Linked DNA regions of Gossypium hirsutum: region 2 is linked to region 1. The links are chromatin contacts, called in public Hi-C maps. All regions are on one chromosome and are shown on one strand. The core of a region is the stretch at or near the end of the contact, and the rest is flanking DNA. Distances in the headings are between cores, read along the strand shown.

Region 1 (5,893 bases), core at 1,053-3,552:
CAACTGTTCTTCAAGATCAGTGTTGTTTTTACTCCCATTTGGGTACCCAAATGTCATATCAGTGACCTTGAAAAGTCCCATCTGCTCATTTCCAGTGAAATCATCCCTTGTTGTGCTTGTCTTCTTCACATGACTGGATTCAGTGGAAGAAGAAGAGAAGCTCGGACCGGAATCCGAAGTTCGAGGAGTCCCATGTTTCTTCCTCGGCACGTACCTTGTGGGGCCTAAAGTAAGCTCAATCTCGCTCTCATCTATGGATTCTAATATTGTGTTACGACCATAGTCTGGTTCTGCAACAACATTGTTTGACCGATGATCACCCTCAGCCGCCGGATGTTCCAAGTCAAGTCTGGTTCTTGTATCGTGATGCATATTTATATTTCCATGGTGATAATTATTCTTCAAGCTAAAGTTTCCTTTAGGCCGGCTGCTTTCCATGCTTTTCATCAACGTCTTCTGGATTCGATATAGACGATGCAGTTCGTACACCTGAAAAACAGAACATTGCTTAAGGCTTAGAACAACAAATACAGTTTTTTTTTAAAAAACAAAATATATATGTGTGTGTATATATATATACCTGTTCTTTGAAAGTTTCTTCATGTTTTAAGATAGCCATCCTCATATACTCCTTATCGTACGGCCTAAGAAGATTCCCCATTGGAGTTTAATGTTGCTTGAAGAATACACCGAATATGTAGGATGAATAGATTTGGATTTGGATTTGGGAAATGAATAAAATGATCCCTTCTTTCCCAAGAAATTTGATAAGAAAGTAGATCACATAACAACTCTGATAATCAAATCACCTTTTTACTATTCCCACCTGTTAAAGTGAGCCCCCCCCCCCCCAAAAAAAAAAAAGCTGAGAATAAGGTTGTTGATTGGTAATGGATTGTTTATTATTGAGAGGAGAGAAGGGGGATGAATGGCATGAATTAATGTTTGTCCAGCACTAAAAATGAAAGTATGATAAACATCAACCACTTTTAGTTCCAGTATGATTTGTCTTCTTCTTCACATGTTCTTTGGGCCACCATTGATAAATCTTCCATACAAAATATCTTCCATTATGCAGCCTTGTCTATAGGTACATTATATATCACATGTGGTTTCAATGCCCTTCTTGGTTTCTTCTTATGTCTATTACTTTTTCTTTCACACATATATTAACCTTTATATAACCACATTTACAAAATAATAATAATCCACTATAAACCACTCCATCTAAATGGATATTCGGTACCTAATTACTATGAGTATACTAAATTAATAGGAGTGCAACACAGTTAGATGAGTATGTATGTATGTATGTTTTAAAATATTCATTTCATAGATTTAGATGTATTAAACTACACCAGCATCCATGAAAGAGTTGGTGTTTAAATGAAATTACATACATTTTGTATGTGTGGATATATGAATTTTGTTTAATTAAGAGGAAAAAAATCATTACTTTCATGGATCTTCTTAAAGTGATTGTTTAAGAAGGAAAAATATGAAAGCCGGTGATAACAAAGTTTAACAGTAGGATCATCATAATCACCATGTTAAAGGGTAACTCTAAAATGAAAATAATAAAAACCAAATGCATATATATCAAACACACAATTGAACATCCAAATTCCTTGCTTCCGAAAGTCAAACTCAACCTAATATTTTATGATTCTTATCTCTTTTATCCTCTTCTTGTTGCAATAAAATCATGCATCAGAAAAGAAAAGAAAAAAGGGATGGTAGTAGAGAATTGAAGTGCATATTCTGACCTGATACAAATTCTTGAAGAGGCTACCAAATTATGAAGAATCACAGCAGCTAAACCAGTTGAAGTTGAAGAAGATGAAGTAGAGAGAAATTGAGTTTTGCAAGGAGAAAGAGAAAAACCTTAAGTTGAGCCAAATCTAGGTTTTGAGAGAGAAAGAGGATGAGCTTGCTCTCTCACAATATTCCCCATCAGTATATACTGAAAACAAGGTCCAAATAAACTATAATATTTTGATATAAAGAGAGAGAGAGAGAGAGAGAAGAACTTAAGAATCTGGGGTGCATTCTTGGGTTTCAGGCATGCCAAACAAATGAGAGTGTAAATAGCCAATGCAATTCAAGTTTTGTGGAAGATGCCTAAGACAGGTCGAGCAATGCACTTCATTTATAAATTATTTTTATTAACATGTAACAGGATTTGCACATATCTATTATCTATATTTCTATATTAGGGTTTTTGGGGACAATCATCATAAAATAGTTGAGCTGCGTTTGCTATGGTGTGTGATTCACATGCACCCAAGAATTCTATATCCCTTCTAACAGTTGTCTCCTCCATTTTATAATTTTTTAAGAACAAAAAAAAAAAAAGGGTTAGTGGAAACTGATATGATGAGGGAGGTGTTCATGGTCCCTCCAACAATTACATCCCTGCCGTACGATAAGGGTGGTTACCCTTAACAAAACCATCATAAATTATTCATCACACCCATATCCACAGGATCAAAAAGATCTTGTTTATATAGTATCAGATACAGATATCACAATTAACAAAAATAACGTGCAACCCAGATGATGATGGATCATTTGGATCTGAGTTGTTGGATTCGATTTTCAACCCCACATTCAAACAATGATTATAGCCGTTAATTAGCCATGTGAGGAAGGTTGTTGCCAAAATCAATCAAACATATCCGACGGTCCACATAACTGGATGAAATATGGTACACATTAAATGTACTTATATATATATAACCTTTTATTATTATTATTGCATATGCAGCAGGTTTCTTGATATATAGAATTATTTTATAGATCTCTCTCTCTCATCATTCTTTTATATTGGGAAATTGCTTAATAAATAATTTATGTATTTGATTATTTGTCACTGTTGTGCTATAGCTGTACATGGTACAGACTGGAAGATGATCCCTTGAGGGGACCATATAAATGAAAAGATTAAATGGATTTTGTTTTCAGGAATATTTATCACAACACTTGAATTATATATATTTTTATTAATCTAATAAAATTGAAATCTTATGTTAATGTAGGTTATATTATTTATAAATTTAAAAATTCAAATTTAATTATTAATATTCATAAAAATAACATTATAATCAACATCGGTTTAATATAGATAATTTTAACAGTAAACTAAATTTGAAATTTGTCAGAATTTAACAAAAGTAAAATCCCATTCTTATCTTGAAAAGGAAGCATAATTGGTGAAACTTTTTATAATAATTAATTATAAACGTATTAGCATGATTAGGATAAATAATGAAGTATGCATTAGAAGAAAATTGTGTTTATTTATAGGAAGAAAAAGGGTGAGAATGGGGAAGCACGCGTTGCTGGTAAGGAGAGGTGCAACCGTATGGGGCCGTGGGTCCATTGCTGAAAAGGTTGAAGCAAGGGGCCACCCCAGAGGCTTATGTTCTTCTGTTGTCATTTAGGTCCCACCACCCACCATTTAAATAAAGAAATTAATTACACTTTATGGCTACTACTTTATTAGAAGATAGACAGCAACAAAAGATTTGTCAAAAATTTCAGGCTTCAACAGTATTCAGAAGGTGCAGATTTTTAGTCAGCAAAATAGGGGTACATTTACATTTACAAGATGCTATCTCTCTGTAACCCCACCCATTTGTGTTTCACCTTCTCACAAAGGAATCATCATTGGTCCAAAGAATATAAGCATTTTTGCAGAATAACATCTTCTTCAATTTAATCTCTGCTTCTGAGGATTATCAAATGATGGAACCTAAATTTAATTAAAGATTTGAAATATAAATAACTTTTAGTGAATTTAATCTGTACTTAATTGGGCGGGTTTTGTGGACAAAATCTTGCACCAAAGATATAACACGTGTCTGTTTGCTTTGATTCGGACATTCTATTTGATTTGATCTGATGAGTGTGAAACAACATGACTAATGAGTTTCCCCAATCAACCCTATCTTGTCGGATGAATTTTATCTCCATTTAACAACATGCTACACTTAAGCAGTGTCAAAAATAATTTAATTTTACATTTTTTTCATAATAATTTATATTATTAATATTTCTATATTTATGGACTATTTATATAGATCATGTATGTCAAGTTCGATGTAAATTTAAAACTTTTATTTTTTTTATGTAAAAAAGAATTAACCGTTGGATATATATATATAGAGAGAGTATTTTAAATTGGTATAACAGAAATATCTAATCGGTCTAAAAATTTACATGCATGATAAGACAATTGAATCATTAAAATATTAATTATTTAAATAATTAAAGAAGTGTGTAAAACTACTTTTTATATATATATATTCTAATTAAAACTATATCTATCTTTATAAAACAAAAGATTAAATTATTTTTTTAAATCATTTAAAAGTTGATGATAACTATAATAAGAACTTTTAAAATGAGAATGATGAAAATCAAATTGTTTTTAACCCTTAGATTAAAATAAATTAATCTAAGCCTTAAATTTAATATTTAATCTACATTAATAAATATCACAACAACCAACCTTTTCCTTTTTTTTTCTTTTAACAGCGTAATATAAATTTTAGACTGGAAAAAATTGAATAATCTCTTAGTTTTAGACTTACTTCTTTTTCTAAGCAAAAAATTAGAAGTAAGTTTACAATGGGATTGAAAGTAAGAAACTAGCGTTATTAAGATTAAGTAATTTAGGTACTCAATATTTATTTTTTTCAGTATTTGAGATTTTTTTCTTGGTTGATGAAAAGCACTTAAAAAATTTCATGAAATACAGATGAATACTAAATACCCAAAATTTTAAAGTGAAATTCTCTACAATTTTTTGCAGGAAAGAAAAACAAATACCAAACACCCAAATTGCTTAATATTGATAACCCTAATCTCTTACTTCCCTTTCTTTGTAAATTTGCTTTCATTTTTTCTTCTCAAAAAATTTACATGTGAAAGTAAGAAATTATCGAGGTCTTTTTGTTCTTAAAACTTGTATTACATGGAGAAAAAAAAAAGTAGGTATTGTGCTCTTTATTGTAGTGAGGTAGATTAAATCTTAAATCTAAGGCTTAAATTTATTCAATTTGATCTAAAAAATTAAAAACAATTTGGTTATCATGATTCTCATTTTAAGAATTTCTACACCCTAAAAAGATTTTATTAAATAATTAGTACTAATCTCGAATCTTGAATTCAATCGTTAAATGATTTTTTTCCTATTCTTCTTATAAAAATGGTTAAATGATGATCCAAATCTAAAAACTAAGTGAAATGCTAAATTAACTTGTACTAAACTTAGCAATATTTTATTTATTAAAAAAAAATAGACTACATTGGTAATCACTCAACTATAAATAATTTTTTTATTACTCAATTATAAAAAAATTATATAATGGTTGTTCAACTATTTAACTTTCTTTTTTTCTTTTTTGGTTACTAGTAATTTAACTGTTGTAAGTTGGCAGGTTTAAAATTTGCCATAGTAATAATTTTAACTCTCAATATTTACATAATCTGAAATTTGATCTTTTTTATATTTTTTTTCCTTTGTGACATTGACGGTTAATTTTAAAAGAATAAAAAATAAAAATTATTATGTTGGATTTTCCAATGTTTCTATTTTTTTATATATATTTTCAATTAAATTTAGCTCAAAGGTAAAGCTAAAAATTTTCTTTGGACGAGTCGAGATAAAATTATAAAATATTGGAGGAGCCAAGGTTTTGTTAAAATGCTTCCATTACATTATTAATTTTTTGAGAGGGCCAAAAAATGTAAACTTTTCATTTATTCAAAAATTAAAGGATTCAATTTGAATGATTTATATTATGGGATGGGCTAAATGGATATTTTCCCATTTAATCAAGGGGACCCTTGCTTACTCCTTTCGCTTTGCCATTGATTTAGTTGATAA
Region 2 (5,893 bases), core at 878-3,377, 220 kb before region 1:
TTAGACAAAACCATGCCTATACCACCGGCTGCTTTAACGACAGCTCCTTTTTGAACCCTGACGTTCATCCCACGATCACAAAGAACAATCTTGCCGGCAACTTTTTCCGGTATCAAAGTATCCATCATACACAAATTCCCGTTGGTAGCATTGCTAGCATTGCCAGCATAAACAAATGGTAGCATCTTTCCAGGCAAGGGGCTGCCTCGGTAAAGCGACACGCCGGAGAAATTTTTGCCGTTTCCAAGGCTAACGAAAGCAGGGAAATCACGATCCAGTGTGCCTGCACCGACAGTTGTAATCCACGGAGCCACGTTTGATAAACTGTAAGGAGCTGGACCAGCATTTCCGGCCGAACAAGAAACTAAAATCCCCTTCTCCATGGCAGCAAAAGATCCGATTGCAACACTATCCCTGTAATAATCAGACATGCCACCGCCGAGGGACATGGATAGTACATTAACGTTGTCATCAATGGCCTTCTCCATGGCAGCCAAGATGTCTGAACTGAAACATCCACCGATCCAACAAACCTTGTAAACAGCAACCCTAGCGCGCGTGGCCATACCACGCGCCGTTCCTTGTGCGTAACCAAACAAGCTAGCTCCTTCCACCACCGACCCTGCAGCGGTGGAGGCCGTGTGAGTACCATGCCCATCATCATCTCGAGGTGATCTTGATTCCTTGGTCTCGTCAATTGCACCCAAGGCAGCCTCATACCCCTTAGCAAAGTACCTCGCACCTATCAATTTTTTATTGCAATTTGCGGAGGTAAAATTGGTGCCTGATTCGCACGCGCCTTTCCAGCTGCTTGGTATTGGTCCAAGCCCCGTATCAGCAAAGCTCTTGCTCTCAGGCCAAACACCAGTATCCAACACACCAATAACAACTTCACTCGCCGACTCAGACTCAGGGAACAAAGCAGCAGCTTGACTGAGTCCAAGGAACTCAGGTGTACGAGTCGTGTGTAACTCGTATCTTACCTCGGGTAAAACCGCGAGGATCCCTGGTTGGCTCTCGAGTTGCTCAGCTTCTTCATCAGTTAACTGAGTAGAGAATCCATGGATAACGTTGTCGTAGGTATAGAGCATTGCAGCCGAGCCGGAAACTGACTTCAAAGAGGAGTCATACCAGTGAGTATGGTGCTGGAAACTCGGAGGCATCTCGGATTTAGCCATGTGCACGATGTAAGTCTTTCTGCTACTCTTCTTCTCCTCCAATGGTGCAGCCATGGGCACGTGGCAAAGACCAAGAATCAGGACAATCATAAAACACTTAACCATCTCCATTTTTGTTCACTCTCTTCTTCACCAGAAAGAGAGGAAAAGCAATAGAGATGAAAGCTTGGATAAAACTCTTGATTTTATACAAAAAGGAACAGCTGTTTTCCTTTATTAAATATAAAAGAAGAGAGAGTGAACGTGGTCGTAGGACGGTGGTGGTTGTCTTGTTGTTTGAATGATTGGTTGCAAACCAAAAATAAATAAAGGAGAAAAAGAAAGAGGTGATGGAGGTTAAGAGCTGAGATAAGATACTAATAACTTTCTTTCACATGATTTCATGCTTTTGTGTTTATCCGTTGTCTTCAAATCTTCTCTTTTATTCTCGAGGCTGAGAATTGATTCTCTCTTCCTCCTCCCCTCTCAAGGCTGATGATAACTGTGTATTTCCTTTTTTTCTTTTTGCAGAGTTAAGGGGAACAACAATAAAGCACAAAAAGCAATAATTGAGAAGGGAAAAAAAAGGGCTTAATCCTTTCAATTATTTGTTCATTTAAGAAAAAACAAAGGATGGTTAAGCGATTACCATCTAGTCATTTGGGAAGATGAGTTGATGAGGAAGACGATAATTCAAGATTAAATTTGCATAAAAGGAAATTAAATAATAAGACGGTAGGTATAGTTAGTATAAAAATAATTTAAGATATCATGTGATGCCATAAAATAACACAAATTTATAAATGATATTTGAAAAGTAATGGCAGTAAAAATTCGTGAAGCTTAGAATTTCAAGTGCCCAAGTAGATAATATTTTAATTACGGTTGGCTGCTCTTTGAAATGAATATAATACAAAAGATGTGTATATGAAATTCATCAGACAGTTGAGTTGAATATGGATTATGTTTTGGAGGTTATAGATTTGCAATTCTTGATTCTGTCAGTATATTAATAATTATTTTTAAAACGACATAGTTATCAATTAGGTCTAACAGTTTGACTATAAAAGTATGAATTTGAAGAAAAATAATTTGGATAATTTAAATATTAATTTGTATTTAAGATATTAATAAATTTTTATTGTGTTTATTTAATTTTACATTATTTTTCCAGTTCACGGGCATTTGTCTTTGGCTCTTTGCTTCTTTCTATATTTATTATTTTATGCAACACGTTTGGAAATTATTGATGGGAGGTATACCCGCCAACCAACCATCCCCTTCTTCTTGCCTGTGCCCAAATAAATATTTAATTTAATAATAATTACAAATTGGTAAATGTTTTTGAAGGTGAATATTTAATTTAATGTGTAATTGGATTTAGATTTATCACAAATAATATATTAAACTATAGGCAAGTTCAAAATTGAATTCAAAAGTTGCTCACTTCTCATCTCACCAGTGATTGAAATTTATTTGGCAGAGAAAAGAAGGGTTAGATTCAGTGTAGGACTGATTTTCGTTTTTAAAGTATGTAATTTCTTTTGCCTATTGTTCAAATTGGGTGAGCAAAATTTGATTCGATTCGAAAAATTTGATAAAATTTTTAAATTTTGAATTAAATAGTTCGAGTTATTTGAGTTAATCAAGTTATTTGGATAAACTCGAATAAAAAAATAAGTTTTTTTGTTTAATTCGAGTTATCTAAAAATCCGAATAAGAAAATGCAAAACTACATCATTTTGATAAATGACTATATTTTTTAAAGTTAAAAGTCAAAACTATTAAGTTAAAAGGTAAAACTACGTTGTTTTTATAAAGTTTACTAATTAAGTTAAAAGGCAAAACCATTATATTGTTTATGTTGTTAAATAATTTTATACTTCGTTTGCTAGTTAAATAATTGGTTCATGTAAGTGCAACATTGAGTATAAATAATAGGATTCGTTAACTCGACTCTACTTGACTCTAAATTTTTTGACTCAATTCGATCTGATTCGAAAAAAATTCAAATTGAGTTCGGTTGCTAAAATAGGATTCGTCAACTCGACTAACTCGAAATTTTTTGACTCAATCGAATACTCACCCCTACTTATACTAACCTGGATTGAAATGTTGAAAAAACTATTTTCTTTTTTTTTTTTAAATTGAATACTATTAAATTTGTTGGATATTAGTTCCACGTTGTGGGGTCCGGTCATCACGTGTAGACATTGGACGCCATGATGCCATACTTCAATAAAAATCAAATTACAGCACAAGATCTCTAATATTAATAAGTTTCATTTTAACCACTTAATTAACATTATTTATTTATAAATAATTTGTTCCTCAACTGTCATAAGTATGGCGTATTAACTCAATATGCTACAAGGTTAATACCTAGCTCTTGAATTAGGATAAGTTATAATAATATTCTATTTTTTTTATATTTAATAGTTTTTTTTAAATAGAACGCTTTTGGAGAAAGTGTGTGAAAATGAGTTTAGCTAGGCATGTTTTCCTCTAACGATCATTTCCCAACGGTCCAATTTTAAACGAGGCTAATGGTAAAATTTTTTAAGGGGCAACGATTTTTTTACTATAAATACCAAGCCATTTTTCATTCTTTTCACTCAAATCCAACTATCTATTCTCTTTAAACTCTCAATTCTTTCAACTCTCTCAATTTTCTCAAGTTTTGTTTGAAATTTTTCAATCCATTTGTTTGAAAATATTATAGTTTTATTTTATTGTTTAGTAGATTATTCATTTCGATTAAATTTTCATAAATGGCAAGTTCGCTGATTCGTTTCGACGACAAGCACATTCCGCTACTCAATCGACAATGGTAAGAAAAAATTTAAAATTTCGTTATTTTCAATTAAGTTAATTTTAAAGTTTTTTTAAAATTTTAAAATATTTTATTTTGTTGATATAAATAGGCGGATGATCGTGTTTTGGGGGCGTTCATACACAATTTGTCAAAGAGTCCAAACATTGAAATTCGTGGTTATTTACAAGATGCGAGATTCTTACATGCATTTCATATGCTCAGGGGCTGCAAATTGGATCCTACACTTATCAGCGCGATGGTGGAAAGATGGAGACTGGAGACACACACATATCAACTTCCATGCAGTGAGTGTACATCACACTCAAGGATGTAGCTTTAGAACTTGATTTATCGGTGGATGGGTCAATCGTTATGGGGGTTAGCAGTCGTTCTCAGTCTAGAGGACTTTTGTGAGGCATTTTTAAGGAAGGTGTTGAAGAAGTTTCAAGGTGGACGGATAGATATGAAATGGTTAGAAAATAATTTCAAAAATCTTCCTCCGAACACAACTAACGTTGTAAAAGAACAATATGCCTAAGCATACATCCTGAGATTAATCGAGGGAATTCTAATGTCCGATAAATCTCAAAATTTGGTACACATAAGGTGGCTACTACACCTAGTCGACTTCAAAGAATGTGGACGACTGAGTTGGGGATCAGTCATTTTGGCCACGTTGTACAAGGAGTTGTGTCGGGCGACGGTACTAGATAATATATCAATTGGCGGCTGTTTGCTCCTACAGTAATCATAGGTGTGGCATCGGCTACCATTTTTACATCCCCGAGTGAATGACCCTTGTACGTTCCCATTAGTGACAAGGTAAAATTCATTTGATAATAATATATAGTTAATATACTAAATGGTGTTTATCTATTATATGTTTGAATTAACATATTATTTGAGTAGGTGGAACCATGGGCCGAGTAATGTGGGACTATCAGAGCAGCTCAAAGATATTCGGCTGTTGTTAAATCAACGCTCGAAAGCAGATGTTAGTTATTGATTTCTTCGAATCTATAATAATTATACAAAGATTTGGAATTTAAAATTTTGTAGATAACAACATTTATAATTGTGCACTACAGTTTTAATGGATGCTATATGCTGATTCGGATATCATAGAATGCGTCCTGCCTGAATTTTTGGCCATTCAGAGTATGTGAGACGCGAAGGTGTCATTGATAGTTCACGAGACAGTGGAGATACATGAATAGGATCGAGTGATGAGACAGTTTAGGTGGAGGCAAAAAATTTTGCAGCCACCACTAGACATTGAAGCACTACACAAACTTGATTTGCGAAGAAAAATTGAAGAAAATTGGTGAGATTTCCACAAGAAGTATATCGACATTTGGGATCGTAGAATGGATTTCTTACCCATTTGAGAATCTTTTTTCTCATCGGGCACGACAACCTGTTTGGAGTACATGCTTTGGTTTAGAATTACCATATCTGCTATCAGTGGAGGCGAGGAGTAAGTAACTTCATCTAAAGAGGATGTTAGTTTAGAACTTCGAGCATTGATCTTGGATTCGAAGGGAAGTTGGACCAGATGTTCATGGGGATAGTTGCCACCGATTATAAAGCATGAGCACATTCTTCAGGTACACTCCCTAGTGAATTTTTTAAGGATATTGACAATGACATACTTGAAGAGAATGAGGAAGAAAATGTGATAAATGATGCTCACAAGTCAAATAGGATGTGACTTTGATGAAAATAATCAAAAAAGAAAAACACTTGAGGTAGGAACTTCACATTTTAAAATTGGAAGGAAGAAATCCTCAAATCAAATTGGAGGGGCTGCAATATTATCTAGTCAAATTGAAAAATTATGCAATGCAACTGAAAATATGAGTCAAGATAGTTTGACTCCTGTTATGGATCCATATGGTATTCCACAAGCAATCAAAGTGCT

What was found. Hi-C and Micro-C count contacts between places; a contact is called where the count stands out from the background.
Region 2: a Hi-C map of leaf shows a contact between it and region 1, with 1.9 times the contacts expected there. The contact joins the promoter of LOC107900081 here to the promoter of LOC107900012 in region 1. A contact is called at or near these places in 7 of 34 Hi-C or Micro-C datasets (callus, hypocotyl, leaf and 1 more).

What each region holds. Positions count from the first base shown.
Region 1 is chrA11:64,303,492-64,309,384 of Gossypium_hirsutum_v2.1, reverse strand. LOC107900012 reads right to left here and starts at 2,302. Exons shown (of 2, transcript XM_016825748.2): 1 at 581-2,302; 2 at 1-489. The coding sequence starts at 661.
Region 2 is chrA11:64,524,344-64,530,236 of Gossypium_hirsutum_v2.1, reverse strand. It overlaps LOC107900081 (subtilisin-like protease SBT1.7), which reads right to left and starts at 2,127. Exons shown (of 1, transcript XM_016825794.2): 1 at 1-2,127. The coding sequence starts at 1,289.